Linked DNA regions of Sus scrofa: region 1 is linked to region 2. Evidence: chromatin contacts called from public HiChIP or PLAC-seq data. All regions are on one chromosome and are shown on one strand. The core of a region is the stretch at or near the end of the contact, and the rest is flanking DNA. Distances in the headings are between cores, read along the strand shown. Region 1 holds the start of TSC1 (hamartin). Region 2 holds the start of TTF1 (transcription termination factor 1).

The links. HiChIP or PLAC-seq counts read pairs in DNA pulled down with a chosen protein or histone mark.
Region 1: a contact with region 2 is called in an H3K27ac HiChIP or PLAC-seq map of alveolar macrophages. The contact joins the promoter of TSC1 here to the promoter of TTF1 in region 2. A contact is called at or near these places in 2 of 5 promoter capture datasets (fetal skeletal muscle and liver), 10 of 47 Hi-C or Micro-C datasets (alveolar macrophages, embryonic fibroblasts, fetal skeletal muscle and 7 more) and 2 of 2 datasets of contacts at active chromatin or transcription factors (alveolar macrophages and skeletal muscle).

The regions. Positions count from the first base shown.
Region 1 is chr1:272,682,111-272,687,778 of Sscrofa11.1, reverse strand. It overlaps TSC1 (hamartin), which reads left to right and starts at 1,831. Exons shown (of 24, transcript XM_021070814.1): 1 at 1,831-1,912. LOC110256471 (a long non-coding RNA gene) reads right to left here and starts at 1,562. Exons shown (of 3, transcript XR_002338027.1): 1 at 659-1,562.
Region 2 is chr1:272,211,043-272,216,669 of Sscrofa11.1, reverse strand. TTF1 (transcription termination factor 1) reads left to right here and starts at 4,166. Exons shown (of 12, transcript XM_021070753.1): 1 at 4,166-4,227. It overlaps CFAP77 (cilia- and flagella-associated protein 77), which reads right to left and starts at 89. Exons shown (of 7, transcript XM_021085476.1): 1 at 77-89. The coding sequence starts at 89.

The sequences.
Region 1 (5,668 bases), core at 582-3,081, 470 kb before region 2:
TCGAATTGGAGCTACAGCTGCCAGTCTACACCACAGCCACAGCAACGTGGAATCTGAGCCGCGTCTGCCATCTGTGCTGCAGCCTGCTGAAACGCCAGATCCTAAACCCATTGAGCGAGGCCAGGGATCGAACCCGCGTCCTCATGGAAACTAGTCCGGTTTGTTTCCGCTGAGCTATGACAGGAACTCCAGGTAGGCGTGACTATTACCCCTATGTTGCAGGTGAGGAAACTAAGGCTCCCCCAATTAGCAGAAGGGCAGAAACCTGCCTTCAGACTAGTCTGCTGAACCATGACCTCTTAGGCTGGTGGAACTCCCAGCTCAATGCCCACCTTCCCCATTAGCCAGTAGAGTTAGAAAAGTTGTGCACTGCTCAAGGGCTCCCAGGAGGCTTGGGAAGGGGTCAAAATACAGCTGGGTCTCTGCTCCCGTGCGCTGTGGGCCCAGAGGGCATGCCTTTTGCTACTTCTCACAAAGGCACCATACCGGCCAAGAGCAGCCCCACCCCAGATCTCGCCAGGCCTCTTGGAATTCTGACAGCCCCCTTGACAGCACCCAGCATGCTGACCACTCAGAGAGCAGGCCCCTTAAACCATATGGGGCCTTGCATTGTGACTCAATTGGTTCCCATGACAAACCTGTTATTCCCATAACTCACCCAGCATTTATTGCCTCCAGCCGCTTGCTTCTTTGGTTCTTGGCCTGGAATACCCTTTTCTCCCCAGAAGCCTCTCCCGATTCTATTTCATGAAACCTACCTTTCTTTTAAAACCCAGCAGGAGGCCCACTCTTTCAAAAAGCCTTTTGAGACCCCACAGTGGGACGTCACCTCATTCTCTGCGGCCTCTCTCACACCTCTTTGCTTTGCTTTGCTTTGGTGCCTAGCGCTCACCATCACCTGCCTCAGATACCAACCATCACCTTTACCTGGCCTGGGTCACTGTGCTAAACACTCTCCATACTTTTCCTCCAGGAATCCTCCCGTCACTCATGTTACCATGCCCATTTCATAGAGGAAGAAACTGAGGCTCAAGGGACCTCAAGACTTGCGCAGATTTACACAGCTAGGAAGAAGCAGAGGAGGCACCGAATGGAGGGGTTCTGCTTCGAAAGATGCCTGCCCTGCTTAGGGTGGTTTTCCACATAACGTCGGAAATGTTAGCAACCTGAGGTTAGCAGCCACCGTGGTTCTTCGCAGCCCCAGAGATGCGCTTTGGCAAATACTCTGCGAAGGACAGAGGTTGCCCTGGTGCAGCTTTGCTCCTTTCCTAGCGATGAACTCCTTTAAAGATCTAAAGCAGACCCTTCCTCCACAGAGGTACCCACTGGCTCCTTGGGAAACAAGATCGCAGCTCTGCGGCCGGGAACGGGGAGACCCTGGGCCGGGAGCGGGGGCACCCGGATCTGTGAGCGGAGACACAGCATCGGAAAAGCAGCAGACACACAACCACACCCAGCCGGGAGAACTTGTTTACGCCTCTTGCACGGCCCCTCCCGCCGGGCCCGGCCACGTGACCCGCCCCGCCCCTCGCTCTCTCGCGTGGCTCCTCCCGCCGCGCCGGCCTTCTTTTTGCCTCCTTCGGAGTCACAAGATCTCTCAGCGGCCCCCTTTCGGAATCCTTCCGCCCGTCCCCGCCCCCTGCCTCACAAACTCTTCTAGGTTCTTTCTCGATCGGTTAGCACCGTCAGGAATGAGAAAGGACGTCCTCTTCCGTCCCAAGGGGCTGCAGGCCGCGGTCATCTGTCGTCGGGCTCGAGGGGCAGGCGACGTCTCGCTGGGGACTCTTTTTCGTGGCGGAGGCTGCCGCCGGCTGTGGGCATTTCACGACGGGGGGAGGTGCTGTACGTCCAAGATGGCGGCGCCCTGTAGGCTGGAGGAACTGTGAGGTAAACAGCTGAGGGGGAGGAGACGGTGGGTGAGTATGGGGGTGTCCCCCCCTCCTTTTCACGGGGGCTTCTCGGGGCATTCCTGGCACCATGACCCTAGTCCGGGAGGCCCTGCGGGGCTGGGGCAAGGGGCCCACTTGCCGGGGAAGGGACTCCGGGAAGGGGGTTTCGGAGAGCGTTCCCCTCCCTCTTGTTACTCGCAGTCTGTGGCCGGGCCCGGCGGGGCTGGAGGGTCTCTAGGGAGGAGAGGCGGCCCCGGCCGGCGCCTCGCCCTCCTCGGCGGCGGAGGGACGGCTGCACCCCCCAGGCCGCGGTGCCGACGGCAGGGGTGAGGTGGGCCCCTTCGCCAGCCCCTCGCTTGGTGGGGTGACAGGTTCCCGCGGGGTGCGGAGAGCGGGGGGAGGCCCTCGCCGGAGGGGAGAGGCCGGGTGGTGGGGCTGGTCCCGGGGCTGGAGGAGAGCGGTCAAGGGTAGGGGGCGGGGAATGAATGGAGGCTGCCTGTGGGCATCGCGGACCCGCCGGGATTCGGCGTCTCCGCCGAAAGGTGCACGACCGGAGTGCCTCGCTCCAGGTGTGCTTGTGGGTGTGTAATCGACGACGAAAGACAGTTACCTTCGAGTCAGCAGAGGTGGTTCTTAGGAGACAGCGGTGTGCAGAGCCACTCCTAGACGCTCATTCATTCATTTGAGGAACTGGAGGGTGAGGAGTCCGCAGTCCGAGAGACCTTTAGAATTAAAGCTCTTTCTTTGTGTTTCCCGTTAGAGTTTTTGCTTCATGTGTTTTGGATTCGGAGGTAGGGATGGGGGGCTCCTGCCTGCTAACCACAGCTTGTTTATGGAGCAGCCCCGGTGGAGGTGCTTTGCAGTCATCGTCTCCTTTGGCCCCCAAGACAAAGAGGAGAGGCAGCCACTCCATTACTCAGATGGAGAAACTGAGGCCCAGAGATGTTAGGGTGCCTTGTCCAAGGTTGCTCCTCCTAAGATGATCTGACCAGGACTCGAACTGGGGTCCAGCTGATTCCAAGACTATGCTCCTATCTTTATTTGTACTCACATGACTAATTTATCTGTTATTTGATCCAAGCTAGTCTGTCATTCTAATTAGGTGGTTAGAATTAATCAGTTGGCCTAGGTTTGTGCATAAGTGACCGTTTGTGTGCGCGCGTGTGCGTGATTTTGGAGAGAGGTGCACTTGGTTATATACCAGAGCTTTTGTTTGGGATGGCAGTATAGTGCCTGTAAACATGTTAGTCTAAATTAGGCTGGAAAGTGTTTGCTGTTTTCATAAAACTGATGCATTTACTGCAGAAGGGAGCCTTGCTAAAAATCCTTGCTGGATTTTTAATAGAAAGCATAGAAATAGCACTTCCCTTTACATAGAGTAAGCTGTAAAAGTACTAAAATAGAATAATACTCTTCTGAGATACTGATTTATAATTTTGGGATCAACTTGGAGTCGCCTGAATTCAAACCTCCTGGCAAAGTGGAGCTGTAAATTTCAAGAAGCATTATGAACCCGACCCTTGTGGGAGCCCCTGATTTACTGAACAACCACCTGTGATTCTTAAGTTGAACATTCTGGAGTAAACCTGGAGTATGCAAATGTGGAAACTGATTTAGGGTTGTGCAGGGAAATGCACCTTTAACAGTCATGCATCAGGCAAATGAGGCTCCTCAGAAACACTGAAACATTCTTTGCTATTGCCCTGGGGAGCTGCAGCATCTTCCTCTAACCACCTGGTATAAACTTAAGGGGTATTTATAGAAGATGTAAATGGAAAATATCCTTTTACCAAAGTGAATATCTTATCCCAAACACTCTTATATCACGTGTGTGGCGAGGCAGATGATGTAAGCCTTCCTTGCCTCATGCTTTTCCTGGTGTCACAAAGACTTTGGTAGGTTCCTAAATTCCTAGTTAGACAGAGTCTTAGGTGACTACAGGCGTTCTTATTTTCCTTAAATTGGAATGTCCCAAATCCCATGACTCAGTTGTACTCTTCCTCGCTGGGTTGACAGCAAAGACTGCTGCTCTGGGGGGTGTCATATGATGCTTTCTGTGCTCGCCTGTTTTCTTGTGAGGTGAAACTGGACAGTCTTACTAGGACAAATCAAATACATACTGTCTGCGTGATGTTTCCAGAATAATGAAAGGTGTCCAGCAGAACCTTCTTGCTCAGATGTCCGGCCTCATAGTAGGTAGACTTGGATATTCATTCGGTCTTTGAGGACGCTCTGGATATTCCTTTTAGAAGAAGTCATAGGTGATTCTGATGCGCATCAGAGGTAGAGGACCAGTGGCTAAGGTATCAATTTGGCTGTTTTTCTTTTAATTTATAATTTATGGCAGAGGCTTTTCTTAAAATAGCATCTCACCTCTGGTGTATGTAGTGGTGGGTGAGTTTTGGGCTCTGAATTACAGCTGACTTGATCTTACCGATCTGTCTTCTTTCCGACTTTGTTAGGGTACAGGTCTGTTCTCTTGTGGGTCCTAGGGCCCCAGTGGACTGAAATGAACTTTTCCTGCAATTAATCGGGTATTCTTGGATGCAGATGAGCCAAATACAGCACTACATCAACACTTCGAGCTTGTCGAAAAGTCGCATCGCTTTCGATTTCTCACAAGTCACTGAAGTTCTCTGAGCTTCAGCTTCTTCACTTGTGAAATAAGAGAGTTGGATTGTAAATGAGTATCTCGAAGTCTAAATTTCTGGGACTTCAAGTCCTGGGGCTTCAGTTAAACATTCTAAGTTGCTTGAATGAAAATGTTAATGGCTTGTAAAAACTAAGCAAACAGGTGACTTTTAACCTTGACCCATTGAGTGGTGACTTTTAATGCTTTCTTTTATATCACATTTTTCAAAGGTATTCTCTGTTATTTCCTCATATTTTAAATCTCTTTGAAAGATGAGTGTTATTTGTATTAGTCTTGTCATTTAAATAGTGGCAAGCGTGAAAGGAAAGGATACTCAATAGCATTAAAACTCTAGCTTTTTGCTTTAAAAATACACGTATTTGTGATTAGTATCTACTCAAACACTGAGTTTTTCCCCTCCGTGTTTAATATAATTTAGTTTGCATGAAATGCTAATTTTTTCCATTAGTCTGAAAGAGGTTTTAGATCATTTAAGTTGGTCTAAAATTACCATTAGCAATTTTAGATTATTCTTTTTCTGATTTTTTTCTTTCTTTCTTTTTTTTTTTTTTTAGCTTGTGGTTCCTAAAAATTAGATATTTAATGTTTAGTGTCTATTTTGGGGAAGGCAAGAAATAAAAAATATGCATGTATAAAACAAATATAATCCCAGAACCTTGTTCATTTCTCCTTGTCCCTTCTCTTGTGCAGCACTAACTTTTGTTCTATACCGGGAAGTAACAAAAGGTAACAGAACACTTTTTAAGGTTGAATGAATTCAGATTGTCATCTAATGAGTAAAGTGCCTTAAAAACCTAGCTGGGATACAAATCCAGGCCTGGCGGTTACTGGCCTAGAATTCCCAGGTCACTTTCTAAAGTGAAGACAATGGCAGCAGAGGCCATGAAGTCTTTGAGTAACAAGGGGCAGTTTTATCCTTCTGTTGGTGGTGGTGGGCGCAGTGGGGAGCAGTAAGGAAGAGCAGACCTTAATGCCTGCATTCCTAGGAGCTCTGCGGCCTGTGGGTGGATCGCAGAGCAGGAGCACAGGAACAAACATGAAGTGTATCCGCGTTAAGCTACAAAATAACTGTCATCAATGTTTCCAGTATAAATTATGCCTGGAAGCCTTTTGTACCCAGCAATAC
Region 2 (5,627 bases), core at 2,917-5,416:
GTAAACAGCTCTGAGAAAAACCCAAGCATCACCACTGGACCGTGTTAAAAGCTACAGGGCTCTAGAAGGACTTTACCCTTGACTTTCATTTACCCCGACACCACTCACTGCCCTTCCCGCTTCTCCCTGCGCCACACGCGCGCGCTGCGGCAAAGAGCGCTACATATTTCCAGACGAATAGAGATCCGAATTCCAGGTCTAATATGACTGTTAATGCACTGGGTGTCTCAAATTAGTCACCTCTGTCCTCAGTGTATTCTTCTGTGAAACGGGTAGGGAGGAAAGTCGAGTTGGACGAAATCTAAGGCATCCCACTCTGAGCCGCAGAATAGAGGGACGTTGAAAAAATACAGATTCACTGAATCAGAATATCTGGAAAGGTTTCTGGGAATCTGCATTTTTAAAAATCTCCTCCCTCCTCTTCGGATTTTTTTTTTTTTTTTTTTTTTTTGTCTTTCATCTTTTGAGGGCCACACCTGCAGCATATGGAGGTTCCCAGGCTAGGGGTCTAATTGGAGCTAAGCTGCAGGCCTATGCCAGAGGCACAGCAACACCAGATCTGAGCTGCGTCTGCGACCTACACCGCAGCTCACAGCAACGCCGGATCCTTAACCCACTGAATGAGGCCAGGGATGAGACTGCAACCTCATGGTTCCTAGTTGGATTCATTTCTGCTGAGCCACGATGGGAACTCCTTTTTTTTTTTTTTTTTTAATATTCAAAGCTACAGCAACTTTGGAAGAAGAGTATAATGAAAGCCCATATAGACTTCAGCTAGATTCACTGGTATTTAGTGTCTACCACATTCTGTGTGTGTGTATGTGTGTGTGTGTGTGTACATGGATGCACATGTATATATTGCTGAATCATTTTGAAAATAACTGCAGACAGTATCATATTTGACCCTAAATATGTGTATCTGCCAAGAACAAGGAACTTGTACAGACCACAGTACTATTATCATGTCTATGGATTTTATTATGAGACAATAAAATAGCTCCTGAAATGCAGTCCGTATGCAAAGTTGGGAATCTGCACTTTTTAAGAGCTTCCCAGGGGATGGAATGCAGTGTTTTGGGAACAACTAGCCTGGATGATCTCTAGTCTACCTCCTAGTTCCAACCTTTTGTGGGGTCATTTACCCAATCACCATCTTCATTAAATGTGCAAATATCAATGAAATAAAGCCATTTGCAGCAACATGGATGGACCTAGAGAGTCTCACACTAAGTGAAGTAAGCCAGAAGAGAAAGGCAAATATCATGTGATATCGCTTATATGTGGAATCAAAAAAAAAAAAAAAAAAAAAAAGGAGTTCACTGGTGGTGCAGCGGGTTAAGCATCCAGCACTGTCACTGCAGCAGCTTGTTGCAAGTTTGGTTCCTGGCCTGGGGACTTCCACATGCTGTGGGTGCAGCCAAAATAAATAGATAAATTTTTAAACATATCAATGAACATATATACAAAACAGAAAGAGGCCCACGGACATAGAAAACAAACTTATGGTTGCCAAGGGGGGAAGGGGAGTAAGGAGGGATAGATTAGGAGTTTGGGATTAACAAATACCCACTACTGTGTATCAAATAGATAACCAACAGGGACACACTGTACAGCACAGGGAACTACACTCAATATTTTGTAATAATCTATAAGGGAAAGGAATCTGAAAAGATAGATAGACTGAATCACTTTGCTGTACATCTAAAACTAATACGTTATAAACCACTATACTTCAATTAATTTTTTTTAAACATCTGTGCAACTGGTGCCATTTATAATTTTGTTTTTGTCTTTTTAGGACCACACCCGCGGCATATGGAGGTTCCCAGGCTAGGGGTCGAATCAGAGCTACAGCTGCTGGCCTACGCCACAGCCATAGTAACACAGGATCCTTAATCCACTGAGCAATGCCAGGGATCAAACCCACAACCTTATGGTTCCCAGTTGGATTCATTTCTGCTGTGCCACAGTGGGAACTCCTCAGTTAAAATTATTTATTTATTTATTTATTTATTTTTGTTTTTTTGCTATTTCTTGGGCCACTCCCGCGGCATATAGAGATTCCCAGGCTAGGGGTCTAATTGGAGCTGTAGCCACTAGCCTATGCCACAGCCACAGCAACGCGGGATCCGAGCCACGTCTGCAACCTACACCACAGTTCATGGCAACACCGGATCGTTAACCCACTGAGCAAGGCCAGGGACCGAACCTGCAACCTCATGGTTCCTAGTCGGATTTGTTAACCACTGCGCCACGACGGGAACTCCGTCAATTAAAATTTTTTAAATAGGGAGTTCCCGTCGTGGCTCAGCAGTTAACAAATCTGACTAGCATCCATGAAGACGAAGGTTTGAACCCTGGCCCTGCTCAGTGGGTTAAGGATCTGGCATTGCCTTGAGCTGTGGTGTAGGTTGGAGACGCAGCTCGAATCCCACGTTGCTGTGGCTGTGGTGTTGGCTGGCAGCTACAGGTCCGATTTAGTCCCTAGTCTGGGAACCTCCATATGCTGTGGGTGTGGCCCTAAAAAGCAATAAAATCAAATAAATAAAACTTTGAATAAAAAAATGTACAAATATCCATAAGGCCCTGGGGAAGGGGTTCACCACAGAGCAATCTGCACAGACAACAAACTAGCACTTCAAAGCCTTACATACCAACAGTGGACAACACCAGCACTAAATTTCCCAAGGAAACCAGGCAGACTTGCATCTGCTCATCCAAGAGCAGCCCTTGGGTGGTGACGTGTGTGTGTGTGTGTGTGTGTGTGTGTGTGTGTGTGTGTGTGTGTGTGTGTGTGTGTCTTATGTATGCTTATGGCTTATCTAGCTGCTTCAATTCCAGACTTCCACAGAAATACAGGTTGTGCACTTTTTTTTTTTTTTTTTGTCTTTTTGTCTTTTGTTGTTGTTGTTGTTGCTATTTCTTGGGCCGCTCCTGCGGCATATGGAGGTTCCCAGGCTAGGGGTCGAATCGGAGCTGCAGCCACCGGCCTACACCAGAGCCACAGCAACGCGGGATCCGAGCCGCGTCTGCAACCTACACCACAGCTCACGGCAACGCCGGATCGTTAACCCACTGAGCAAGGGCAGGGACCGAACCCGCAACCTCATGGTTCCTAGTCGGATTCGTTAACCACTGCGCCACGACGGGAACTCCTGTGCACTTTTTAATTAAAGATGCTTGGCAGCTCACACAGAGGGAGCCAGATGGTATAGAGCAAGGAGCAGGATACTGGAGTAGATCCCAAGTTTGAATCCTAGCTGGAGCCGCACAAGTCCCCTGGGACAAGTTACATGAAGCCCTAGTTTTCTTACACACAAGGCAAGGCTGACACTACCTAATAAAGATTCCTGAAACATGGGGTTGTTATTGGATTAAATGAGAACTCTTGTTGGTGTGATTATGTTTACTATGCAATAATGCTAAAAGTTTGAGTGGCATGGACTGGACTGGACTTAACGGCCTGCTTACAGCTTTACTTTCAGTCATAAGCTCAGTTTCTTCAGGACTCAGTGGAAATGGGAGACTCAGGATAGATCTTCAAGGCTTCTTTAGCTCTACCCATTTAACCTTGCACCGGCTGACCTCACCTACTGCCCTGCCCCTCATTCACTGTGCTCGGCCACCCTGGCCTTCTTTCCGTTCCTCCAACAACCAAGTTCAGGTCCTCTCTATTTGCTCCCAGCCTGGAACACTCTTCCCTGTAGATTTTTTCCCACCCTCTTCATTTGGAAAAACTCACATGTCACTTGTCCAAGAGCCTTCCCTACTATCCAGCTTAGCACTCACTGTCGCGTCTTTCTCCATCACATTACCCTGTTCCATTTTCCTTGTATGATAATGTTAAATTCTTTTTATGTGTTTGTTCTTCGTCTTCCTCGGGTTAACCACCCCGTTCACCCCTCGACTATGAACGGAACTCAGCCAAAAAACAAACAAAACAAAAAACAACCTGTTGAATAAACGGAATGCAAGCATGATGTAGCAAGTCAATGGAGGGGCTCTGTCCCACTCTCTTATTTTTAGGTCTTGCTCTATTCCACCCCGCAAGACCCCAGAAACAAAACCGGGAGAAAGCAGCGCGGGAGTCACAGCCTGGGGGCCTACGTGCTGCTGCGACAGCGCGATGCCGGACGGGGGCGGGGCCCGGAAGTGACGCACAACTACTTCCGCTTCTACAACCCCGGCACTTCCGGATTGGAAGGCAGGCGAGGACGCGTTCGGACGGTAGGTGAAAGCGATTTTTACTTGTTCCGGGTTTTTTTTTCCCCCGGGCTCGTCTGTAAAGCGAGCGGCGTGTGGCTGCTGTCATCGCGCGGGGGACCCGCCTTTGGCCCAGGGCCCCAGGGATGGGGTCGCAGCCGCTCCAGGCCCTTCCACACGGGAACCAAGGCCGGGGTCGAGAGTCGGCCGCTCGTTGGTTCCTCCCTCTCAGCTCCGGAACGCCCACCCCGGAGCGGAGCAAGGTCTCGCTGGCACCGCAAAGCGGGGACGGAATCCGGGACCAGGCTTGGGCACGTCCCTTCAGGCGGGAAGTGGTGTGTTCAGAATAAGTGGGGAGGTAACCATTTGGGAGCCAGATGGAGAGGAAGATCCCAGTCGTTAGGAGGCGGGTTAGGTCACAACCGAGCGAAGTGCAGTCGGAAAGCAGCCAGAGTATTGAGAAACGCTGCCGAACCGGGAGGCGGGACTCAGTTAAGGGATTAGAGGACGTGATGGCCAAACTTAAACCAGTTATAGCTCAGAAAGGTAACGTGGAGGGAAAGCATTCTTGGGAGGATGAGATGCTGTTGCAAAGTCCCTGAGAACGAAAAGGAGGGCCGTGCTGTATTCTGAGAACAGAAGGAAGGCAGGATGTCTGCAACCCAGAGACATGAGAAGTGGAGAGGTGGACATGGACCAGACTAGCTCATGAAGAGCGTGGTAGGTCTGTAAGGATTTGGGATTTTATCTTAAAAATAAGAGGGAAACTAAGAAGTTTTTAGTGGGGAGTGATGGTATATTTAAAAGATTGAGCTCATTTCAAGAAATCAGAAGGAGAAGCTACGGGGGTATTTACAAAAAGGAAAGAAACTGATGGAAAGTAAAAGAATATTTGAAGGAATTGTCTGCTCTGTTCATTGTTATTAGGAGATCCTGGAAGATGAGCCAGGAAAGTGTCTCTTGAATTTAATCTCTTGAAGGTCATAGGCTTTTTTTTTTTTTTTTTTAATCTTTTTTTGGCATTTCTTGGGCCGCTCCCGCGGCATATGGAGGTTTCCAGGCTAGGGGTCGAATCGGAGCTGCAGCCACTGGCCTATGCCAGGGCCACAGCAACGAGGGATCCGAGCCACGTCTGCAACCTACACCACAGCTCATGGCAGTGCCAGATCCTTAACCCACTGAGCAAGGGCAGGGATCGAACCCGCAACCTCATGGTTCCTAGTTGGATTCGTTAACCACTGCGCCACAAGAGGAACTCCAGGTCATAGGCATTTTTTACCAGAGCAGTCTTGGAGGAGTAACAGGGATGAAATCTGCAAAGAAGTGGGTTAAGAAGTGGTTGGGGAGTTCTCATTGTGGCTCAGGGGTAAGGAACCCAACTAGATGCTTGAGGACGTGGGTTCGATCCCTTGCTTCACTCAGGC